Regions from separate parts of the Sus scrofa genome. Here region 2 is linked to region 1. A link is a contact called in public HiChIP or PLAC-seq data. All regions are on one chromosome and are shown on one strand. Each heading gives the region's core, a stretch centred on a gene start, on an enhancer-like site or on the middle of the called end of the contact. The rest is flanking DNA. Distances are from core to core; before and after follow the strand shown. Region 1 holds the start of HINT1 (histidine triad nucleotide-binding protein 1). Region 2 holds the start of CDC42SE2 (CDC42 small effector protein 2).

Region 1 (4,782 bases), core at 1,039-3,538:
TAATCCTTCTCTACCTTTCCAGTCTGATCGCAAGCAACTCTTCCCACTCAAATCACACTGCCCACCTCTCTCCAATGTCAGGGCTTTTACATTTGCTTTTCCCTCCATTGCCAGGATGCTCTTTCCTCCCAACCCTAACTATTGTCTACACTATTCACTCAACTGCCAGTATATATATAACATTTCTAAAGGAAATCTTGTGTTGTTTGGTTGGGTTTTTTTTTTTTTTTTTTGCCGTGCTTAGGGTGAGGGATGGAACCCGTGCCATAGCTGCAACCTGAGCCATAGCAGTGACAATGCCAGATGCCCAACCCACTGCACCACCAGGCAACTCCTAAAGGAAATCAGATGCAGGTCAGGGCCCTGGTTATTCGATTTCCTTTTTTTTTTCTTTATGGCAGTGATAAGTTTCGTAATTACAAATGTGCCTGATATTAGACTAACACTGACTTCTTCCCACTTTACTCAGCTATTTAAGAGATATTTTCTTTTGTAGAAATGAAGAAGATAAGTAACATTTAGACAAATTACATACCACTTGAATGGTTTTAAATCTAGTGAAGGTGGAAGCTGCTATCTTTGCTTAACTGTCTCAGGAGTCATTCTACCTGGTACTCCGTACAAAATGCTGTATCATTTAGATGGCTTCATGCTGTTATACTGTTGGGACTTCATCGTTCAAAAGTCAATATTTCAACAATCATTTACTAAAAGCAGCTGAAAATACTTTAAAAGAAATACACATTTTCTAAAATAGAATTTTCCTGACAAATAAAGGTATTTGAGTAAATTTACCTCGAGGCATTAAATCTTAGATGTTCTGACTCTAAGGACACTGCTAGTAACATGTTTCCTTATATTCCATATTTCATAAATGTATTAAATAGTTTACAAAACTTCTATCTAAATCAGCCTACCTCCTGTCCTGCTTTATCTGAGATTCAAACCCGTTATTATCGCTCACTAAAAATTTTATACAAGATGTCTCCAGGTCAAATCAACTCGTCCTTTCTAAAACAATTTCACCTACAGCCAGGTCAACAAAAACTCTATCTTCAATCTCTTGGCATAAAACCGCTTCCTGTAAACCATAAAAGGAGCCATTCTTCCAGGGAGGGGCCAAAGGAAAGCAAATCCCAGTTGCAGGCCCACTGTCGCCTCCGGAGTCCGCGGCGGGTCGGGGGTGGGAGGGCGCTGGCCAGCCCTCGCCCAGGCCCAGCTCGTCCGCGCCCTCCGCAGCCCCCAGGCCTGGCGCCCAGGCCGCCTAGCGCAGAGCCGCGGAGCGGCGCCCGGGAGAGCTGGGCAGGCCGGCTGTGCGCGGGAGATCGCGGAGATTGGGCCCGAGTCAAGGAGCGATCGGGTTTCTCCCTGTCAGGCAGAGCGCGGGCGAGATTGTCAGATTCCTGACACAGGCGAGGTCCGAGGCCCAGGGGGAGCTGGCTGGCGCCCACGCGGAGGACCCCGCGCGCGCCCCCCGCACGCGCCCAGACCCCGCCATGTGGGCCCGCGGGTGCCGGCGGCCCGGCCCGCGCCCGGGGCTGATAACGCGTAACCGGAGCGCCGGCACGCGCCGGCCGGCCGCCTAGGAGCCACCGGGCCCTGCCCGCTGGCTGGGGGCCCGCGGCCCAGGCCGCGCGAGGCAGCCGGGTGCCTTCCCTTCTCCGTGGCGCCCCCGACCCTTCCCTTCTTTTCCCTCGGAGGAAACCCGCGTGTCCACGGGCGCCTGTCTCGCCTCAGCCCACGAGCAAGGCAGCGCCGGGTGCCTACCTGGTCATCCTCATAAATGATTTTGGCTGGGATTTCCTTGCGAATGATCTTCCCGAAGATCGTATCGCCACCAGGCCGGGCGGCCTGAGCCTTGGCGATCTCATCTGCCATCTCGGCCTCCCTCCCGCGCTGCCGGTCGGGGAGAAGGTCCGAGGAGGGAGGAGCCGGCGGTTCCCGCAGAGGGCGGGAGAGCAAACGCCCCAGCACCTCCTGCGCGTGCGCACTGCTGACCCGCGCTGGGGTGCGGCGGCGGTGCCGGAGCCTTAGGGCCACCGTGGGGCGAGGCGGCGACGGGGAGGTTCCGTAGCCAAGGCTCCCGGGGGCCGCGGCGAGGCCGTTTTTCCTCCTTCCTTTCTTGTCTCTCGGAGAGTGGAGTTACTGCTGTAAGCTCTGCACTTGCCGTATGGACGCTTGTAGGAAAAATTGGGTAGTGTAACTGAAAAGATTTGATAACTCAAGCAGTGCTGGCCGTTTTTGCTGGCGGGGACACCATGATACTTCATTCCTCAGGTGCATAGGTCTTGACTAGGAGGTACGCCCTCCCGCGTCAATTTTTTTTTTTTTTTTTTTTTTCCTCTAGCCGTGGTTCACAGCCTTGACTGCATGTCCACATCATTTGGGAATCAAGTAAAAAAAAAAAAAATCACCTGAACTTGGCCACACCCCAGATCAGTTAAATCAGACTCTGGGGGTGAGCCCCAGGCATTGTTAGTAAACGTCCTTGACTGTTCTGCAAAGAATATTTCCCACCAGTAATCGACATAATGTAAGAGGCCCCACCTAAAAGGAACAAAATCTTTAACCCTATATCCCCCTCCGTAGCTTTGCTTCTTTTAAAAATAATTTTTGTATATTGTGTCCACTTTATCTTCCTTTTTTGAAGCCATTTGTCTCTTGTCAATGTCACTAAAGACCTTCACTTACAAAATTCTTTAGGCGATTCCACTCAGCCTCTTGGTAGCATTTATTACTGTTGACCATTCCCTCTTTTCAGCAGTAGTCCTTCACTCTCCTTCCTCTCTGGATGCTGTTTCTCCTTCAGAGTGAGCCTTCTATTCCAGAGCTCCTAATGAATTCCATTCTTGGCTCTCTAACAGTTAATCCCCAAGTGTCCTTATTATGAAAAAGTATACTTTCACCACTTTTTCTTCATAGAGGCCCCCTTTAATCACAAAACTGTGTCCCATTTGGTACTTTTTGTATCAAAGACATTCACCAGGGCAATTGGTGAAATATAAATAATGCTTACAAATTGGGAAATAGTTTCGAAAGATGTTAACTTCCCCAATATACCCACAGGAAAATTATCAAAATCAGTTGATCTAGGGTGAGGCCCTATATTTTAGGTCTCTAACAGTTTCCAGGTGATACAGCTGCTGCTAGCCCAGGAACTGTGCTTTGAGAACCACTGATGTAAAAGGATTGTCATTTTTGTAGGAATAAACCCACTGAATAATATATGAGTAGAGAAGTATCATATCTGCAATTCACTTTCACACAGTGAAGAGATTCCCCCCCAAAATGTCAACATAGAAAAAAGCAGAGCAGTAAAAAAGGATAAAGCAACTGTAATAAAAATTTTAACATTAGGGGAAACTGAGTGAACGGTGTATGCAAATTCAGTTATTCTTGCAACTTTTCTGTAAGCCTGAAATTGTCAAAATTAAAAATTGAAAAGAATATGTATCGGTTTGGGCAATAAATAATATGGTCATTTTTCGCTAAGTCAGAGGCTTTATCATCTGCAGATCGAGGACTCTCCAGTATTTATCTCCCAACCTGCCTCTCCCCTTAATTCCAGATTGGTGTATGATACATGTTTCTGCCTACTTACTACCTTCAGTGGGATATCTACCAGGCACTTCAAATTTATTTTTACTTCTTCCACAACAATCAGCCTCTTCCTGCAGCATACAACATCAACTATAATACTATGCACCAAATTGCCAAGGCAAAAGCCTTGAAATCATCCTTACCTCTTTTCGTGGATTTTTAGCACATATGAATCTAATCCCTTTTCACCTCCTCTACTCATACCACCCTAATCCAAGTCACTATCATATCTCACCTAGTGTACTTCAAAAGCCTCCCAGTTTGCTTATCTGCTTCCACTATAGTCAGTTTGCCATACAGCACCCAAAATTATTTTTATAAAGTACAAATCATAATTTCACTCATGCTGGTAGGGATTTTATCACAGAATTCAATGTAAAATCCTTGCCATGGCTTTTAGGGCTCATGAATGTTCAGTTCCATGGCTGCATTTCCTTCCATTTCATCCTTATTGACCAGCTTCACCCAAGCTGGGTATGGAAGGCAGAAGATTCCCAGGTCCTAATCTCTGGAACCTGTGAATATGTTACTTTACATGGTAAAGGGATGGGCAGGTATGATTAAGTTAAGGGACTTCAGATGGGGAGATTCCTCAGTTATCCTGGTGGGCCCGATGTAATTACAGAAGCCCCTTTAAGTGAAAGAGGAATACAGCAGAGTGAGACCCAGACAAAGAGATATGATGGAAGCAGAAGTGAAAGTCAAAAATTGAAGATGCTCCACTGTTGGCTTTGAAGACGGAAGGGGCCACTTGCAGGTGGCGTTCTGGAGGTCAGAAGTTTAAATTGCATTTCACCTGGCTAAAATCATGGTGTTGGCAGGGATGCATTCCTTCCAGAGGATCTAGGGGAGAATGATTCCCTTCCCTTTTCTGACTTCTAGAGGTAACCTGCATCCCTGAGCTGTGGCCCCTTTCTCCATTTTCAAAGCCCACAGCCGAATATCTAAAAACTTTGAACTCTGCTTCCGTCTTCCATTTACAAGGATTCTTGTGATTACTTTGGGATCATCAGACAACCCAGGATAATCTTCCCATCTTAAAATCCTTAATCACATCTTCAAAGCTTCTTTTGGAGTTCCCGTCGTGGCGCAGTGGTTAACGAATCCGACTAGGAACCATGAGGTTGCGGGTTCGATCCCTGCCCTTGCTCAGTGGGTTAACGATCCGGCGTTGCCGTGAGC
Region 2 (4,782 bases), core at 921-3,420, 88 kb after region 1:
GCTTTATAGTAATATTGGAGAATATCAAGTGTCTAGAAATGAATCTAACAGAAGATGTTCAGGAACTCTTGAGAGGACTGTTTAAAGCTTTGTTGAAAAAATATTCATAACAAAATATACCACACTAATGCAAGATGTTAAAACTAGGGAAAGTCTGGGGTGGGAAGATGAGGGCTATAGGAAACTCTGTACTTTTCAGTCAGTTTTTCTGTAAATGTAAAACTATGAAAAAAAAGTGTGTTAATTTTAGAAAAGCACTTTTAAAGAATAGAGATGCATGGAGTTCCCATCGTGGCTCAGTGGTTATTGAATCCGACTAGGAACCATGTGGTTTCGGGTTCAATCCCTGGCCTCGCTCCGTGGGTTAGGGATCCGGCATTGCCGTGAGCTGTGGTGTAGGTTGCAGACACGGCTCAGATCCCGTGTTGCTGTGGCTGTGGCGTAGGCCTGTGGCTACAGCTCCGATTAGACCCCTAGTCTGGGAACCTCCATATGCTGTGGAAGCAGACCTAGAAAAGGCAAAAAGACAAAAAAAAAAAAATAGAGATGCATAAAACTATATAAAAACAAAGTGAAAAATAATGAACAACATTATAGCTGCTTATCAGAATTCTTAGCAAATTGAGAACTTATTATTTTGTACATATTATTGATTTGAAATTTATGTGTTAATGGAATATAAAAATAGAACTGAGTAATTTTTGACTGACAAAAGAATATGTTAGTCAGGTCTTGCTGGAACAGGAAGCTATAATAAACCCCTTTGAGTCTCAATTTTCTAAACCAAGAGATCACTGTAGCAATTACTCTTTTTATTAAACTAGGTTTTTTGGTTGTTTTTTTTTTTTTTTTTTTTTTTTTTTTTGCCACACCTGTGGGCATGTGGAATATACTGGGCCAGGGATCAAAGCTGCACTACAGCAGCAACCTGAGCTACTGCAGTGACAATCCCAGATCCTTAACCCACTGTACCACAGGGGAACTCCTAAAGTAGCTATTTTATAAAAAACCTTTTATTTTTTTCTCCATTTAAGAAATTTCCATAATTTGTCAAATTGCCAAGGTGTTAGTCCCCCACCCAAATAGGTCACTTTCCTTTCTTTTTTAGGATATATTCATGATTTTTAACCTATTTTCTTAGTAGACTATGCAATTCTATATTGTGATAGAAGACAAAAATGAAAAAAAAAAGTCTAAGAGGTAATACATGAATAGCAGAATAACTCGTGGGATTAACATTGACCACTGAATCTCTGTGTGTCCAATTATTGTTCATAAGGAGATAACCTTATTTAATTAAAAAAAAAAAGCTGTTCAGATTAATGGAAAATTAGCCCGGAAGAAATCAGCCTCTATAATACTGATGATTTATTAAAAGCAAACAGATAAGGAGTTCCCACTGTTGTGCCATGGGTTAAGAACCTGACCGTAGCAGCTTGGGTCACTGCGGAGAGGGCTCAGTGGGTTAAAGGATCCTGCACTGCCACTGCTGCAGCCGGGATTCAGTCCCTGGCCCGGGAACTTCCGTATGCCTCAGGTGCAGCCATTAAAAAAAAAAAAAAAAGATAGAAAGAAAAAGCAAACAGATAAGCATGAAATAATCACGTAGGGACTATAATTCCATCTCAGGTTTTCACATACTACCCTTTATGATTGAAGGTGACACGGAGCTTATCAAAGAAGTTATCTAAATGAGAATAGGTTGAGTTCAAAGTCTATGCGTGATACATTAATATGTCCCTATAAATATGTCCCTTTATTTTTTTAAAGCAGCGTCATTAATACATGTGTCTTTCTGCTTTACTTTTTATCATCTCCTAAATAAATCCAAACTCCTTAGCGTAAGCTAGTCTCTTTCTGCTGGTCCAGAATCATTTCCTGTCTGTGCCCACAGGAACCCTTCTCTGACCCTGCACTCATTCTCCAGTTCCCTAAGAGCATCACATTCTCATCTCTCCCCGGTTTCATGCATGTTCTTCTCTGCCCCCCAAATGTCCTCCTTCTTTTAATGCTTGGATAATGCCTCTCAAGCGTCTGCTCTTTTCGGAATCCTTTCTGCATCTTCACAGGCCAAGTCAAAGGTCCTCCACTAGAACTCTCTCTGTGATAATACTTAGTGAACTGTGCCCAACTTCCTCTTCACACCAGCGTCAGGCTGGAGCCGGAAGTTGTGGTGGCAGCTTCTTGATGCTGCAGCTTCCTGACTAGACCTTGAGCCGGAGCAGGGGGTGGGCAGAATCTACACGTGCGTGGCTGCAGGGTAGGGGTCGGAGAATGAAGCCCTGACCCCACAGCCAGGCTGATAGGAGAATGAGGTAAGACCAAGACTCATCTTCTAGATGAAAGGTCAGAAACGGGGAAGAGATAAGAAGTTGTTTGTGGGTACAAGGGGCAGAGCCCAGGAGGACATCCGAAGCAGAGGGATGTCAGAGGTAGCGTGAGGTGGAGAGAGTGGCTGGAATCCAGAGCAGTGCTGCATTGCTGGTTTTACTTGTCTTTCACCATTCTTCACCCCCATCCCAAAGCTTAGCACAGATTTCCATCACTGACTCCCTTCTGCCTACAACAGGGCCTGCAGCCCAGTAGGTAGGCAACCAGTACCTGTTGAATTGAGCCTTATGAGCCAACCTTTAAAGACCATTCTTTAAAACCTCTCACAAAGGTTGCTTTTCTAAGAAACCTTCCCTAATATCCACTGAAAAGGATCCCATTCTTACAAGTACTTGTGGGGTGTTTTTGGTATTTTTCATTCTCTTTCTGTGTTCTGCTTCATCTTACACGTTTAGATGTGTCCTATTTTTTTTTTTTTCTGAGTGTATCCACCCTAGAGGCAAGATCACTGTCTGAATCATCTTTGAAGATCCTAGTAGAAGTGTCACAGATTTTATGTGAGTCTTGAGGTGGCTGCTGTGCATTGCTCCTACTTTCTACCAGTTCTGATTGCTTTAGTCTTCATTCTCACCTAATGGAGATAATGACTTGGAAAGAAAAAAGAAAAAACAAAAAAAAAAACAGCCTTATGTCAAATCCAAAAGTCTATTCCAGTATCTTCAAGGAACAAGCAAAGGAAATAAACATAGAATATTTTACTAAAGTTACTTTAAAAATCAACATGTATTCTTTGGTTAAAAATAGGCTTTTGTTTTAACCTAGCTATCACAGTTGCCTGTATTACTTTAATTTGGCTATGTAGCTCTGATTTGTGGTGTGTTTTGGAATTTGAAATTAGAAACCCATGTACCACTAACACCTGATCCTCTGATTGAAGTGTGACTCATTGTAACTGAGAACTGATGGTTAAAAAAGAAAAACAACAAAAAACCCCCAAATCATCTGGGTTTGGTATGTGCCAGAGTGTTCTGTGGTATGTGTGCATGTGTGTTCTCATACATCCATAATTATCTATTTTCCACTTCTTCGTGTTTATTTTAGAATTAATAATGAGTAAGGAGAATTTATTAAAATATTCATTTAGAAGTCTAGTACTGAGCTGTCCAATACTCAAGCCACTAGTTACATGTTGCTACTGAGCCCTGGAAACATGGCTGTACTGAGCGTAAAAAGTTTAAACTAAATTTTGTAGGTTTAGGGGAAAAAAAGTAAAATATTAATATATTTTTATATTGATGAAATGACAGTATTTTTGTATATCAGGTTAAAATATATTATTGAAATTAGTTTCATACGCTTATTTTTACTTTTTTTCATGTGGCTACAAGTGTGGCATGCATTATATTTCTGTAGGATAGCATTGCTCCTATATATGCTATAATTTAGTTACTTTTACTATGGAAACTTTGCAAAGAAGTTATAAAAAAAATCCATTCTGGTCATGGAGATAAACTGTTGACTGCCTACTATGCTGCAGGAACTGAGATTTTACATGAATTATTTCATTTAATTCTTCCAAAAATCTTATTAGATAGTTATTTTTCCTAACTATCTTAAGATAAGTAGTCCAGGGGGTTCCCATTGTGGCTTAGTGGTAACACACCCAACTAGTATCCATGAGGATGCAGGTTCTCTCCCTGGCCTCATTCAGTGTTACTGTGAGCTGTGGTGAGGCTGGCAGCAGCAGCTCTCATTCGACCCCTAGCCTGGGAACGTCCATAAGCCGTGGATGCGGCCCTAAAAAGGGAAAAGAAAAAAAAAAAAAGTAGTCTGGAACTCAAAGAGGTTAAGAAAATTTCCTACAGAGTTCCCTTCCTGGCTCAGGATTTAACAAACTCAACTAGGATCCATGAGAGTGCTGGTTCAATCCCTGGCCTCGCTCAGTGGGTGAAAGATCCAGCATTGCAGTGAGCTGTGGTGTAGGTTGCAGACGTGGCTTGGATCCCATGTTACTGTGGCTGTGGCGAAGGCCGGCAGCTGTAGTTCTGATTCAACCCCTGGCCTGGGAACTTCCATATGCTGCAAGTGCGGCCCTGAAAAAGGAAAAAAAATGAAGAAAGGAAGGAAGGGGAGAAAGGAAGAAAGAAAATTTCCTACAAGTCTGTGATGAGACAGCTAGCAATCTGCAAAACATACCCATACCCACTTGTCCCTAGAGATCATTCTCTTTATTCTAGAAAATGTCACCTTTCCTCTGTCTTTCCTTTCCCTTATGCTACCTGAAATTCTAATAACATCCATAATTGTGAGTTCTCACCAGCCTGTTACTTCAAAATAAAGACATAGTTCAATTTTTTACCCAAATTAAAATAACATACATGTCCCTCACAAGGCAAATTATCAGGAATTTCAGTCTTTTCTCATGATTCCCCTCTTCATATCATGGATGAC

The links. HiChIP or PLAC-seq counts read pairs in DNA pulled down with a chosen protein or histone mark.
Region 2: a contact with region 1 is called in an H3K27ac HiChIP or PLAC-seq map of alveolar macrophages. The contact joins the promoter of CDC42SE2 here to the promoter of HINT1 in region 1. A contact is called at or near these places in 2 of 5 promoter capture datasets (fetal liver and liver), 14 of 47 Hi-C or Micro-C datasets (alveolar macrophages, blood, embryonic fibroblasts and 7 more) and 2 of 2 datasets of contacts at active chromatin or transcription factors (alveolar macrophages and skeletal muscle).

Annotation. Positions count from the first base shown.
Region 1 is chr2:133,473,525-133,478,306 of Sscrofa11.1, forward strand. HINT1 (histidine triad nucleotide-binding protein 1) reads right to left here and starts at 2,289. Exons shown (of 3, transcript XM_005661623.3): 1 at 1,768-2,289. The coding sequence starts at 1,878.
Region 2 is chr2:133,561,845-133,566,626 of Sscrofa11.1, forward strand. CDC42SE2 (CDC42 small effector protein 2) reads left to right here and starts at 2,171. Exons shown (of 6, transcript XM_005661625.3): 1 at 2,171-2,315. All of the region lies in intron 4 of LYRM7 (complex III assembly factor LYRM7), which reads left to right.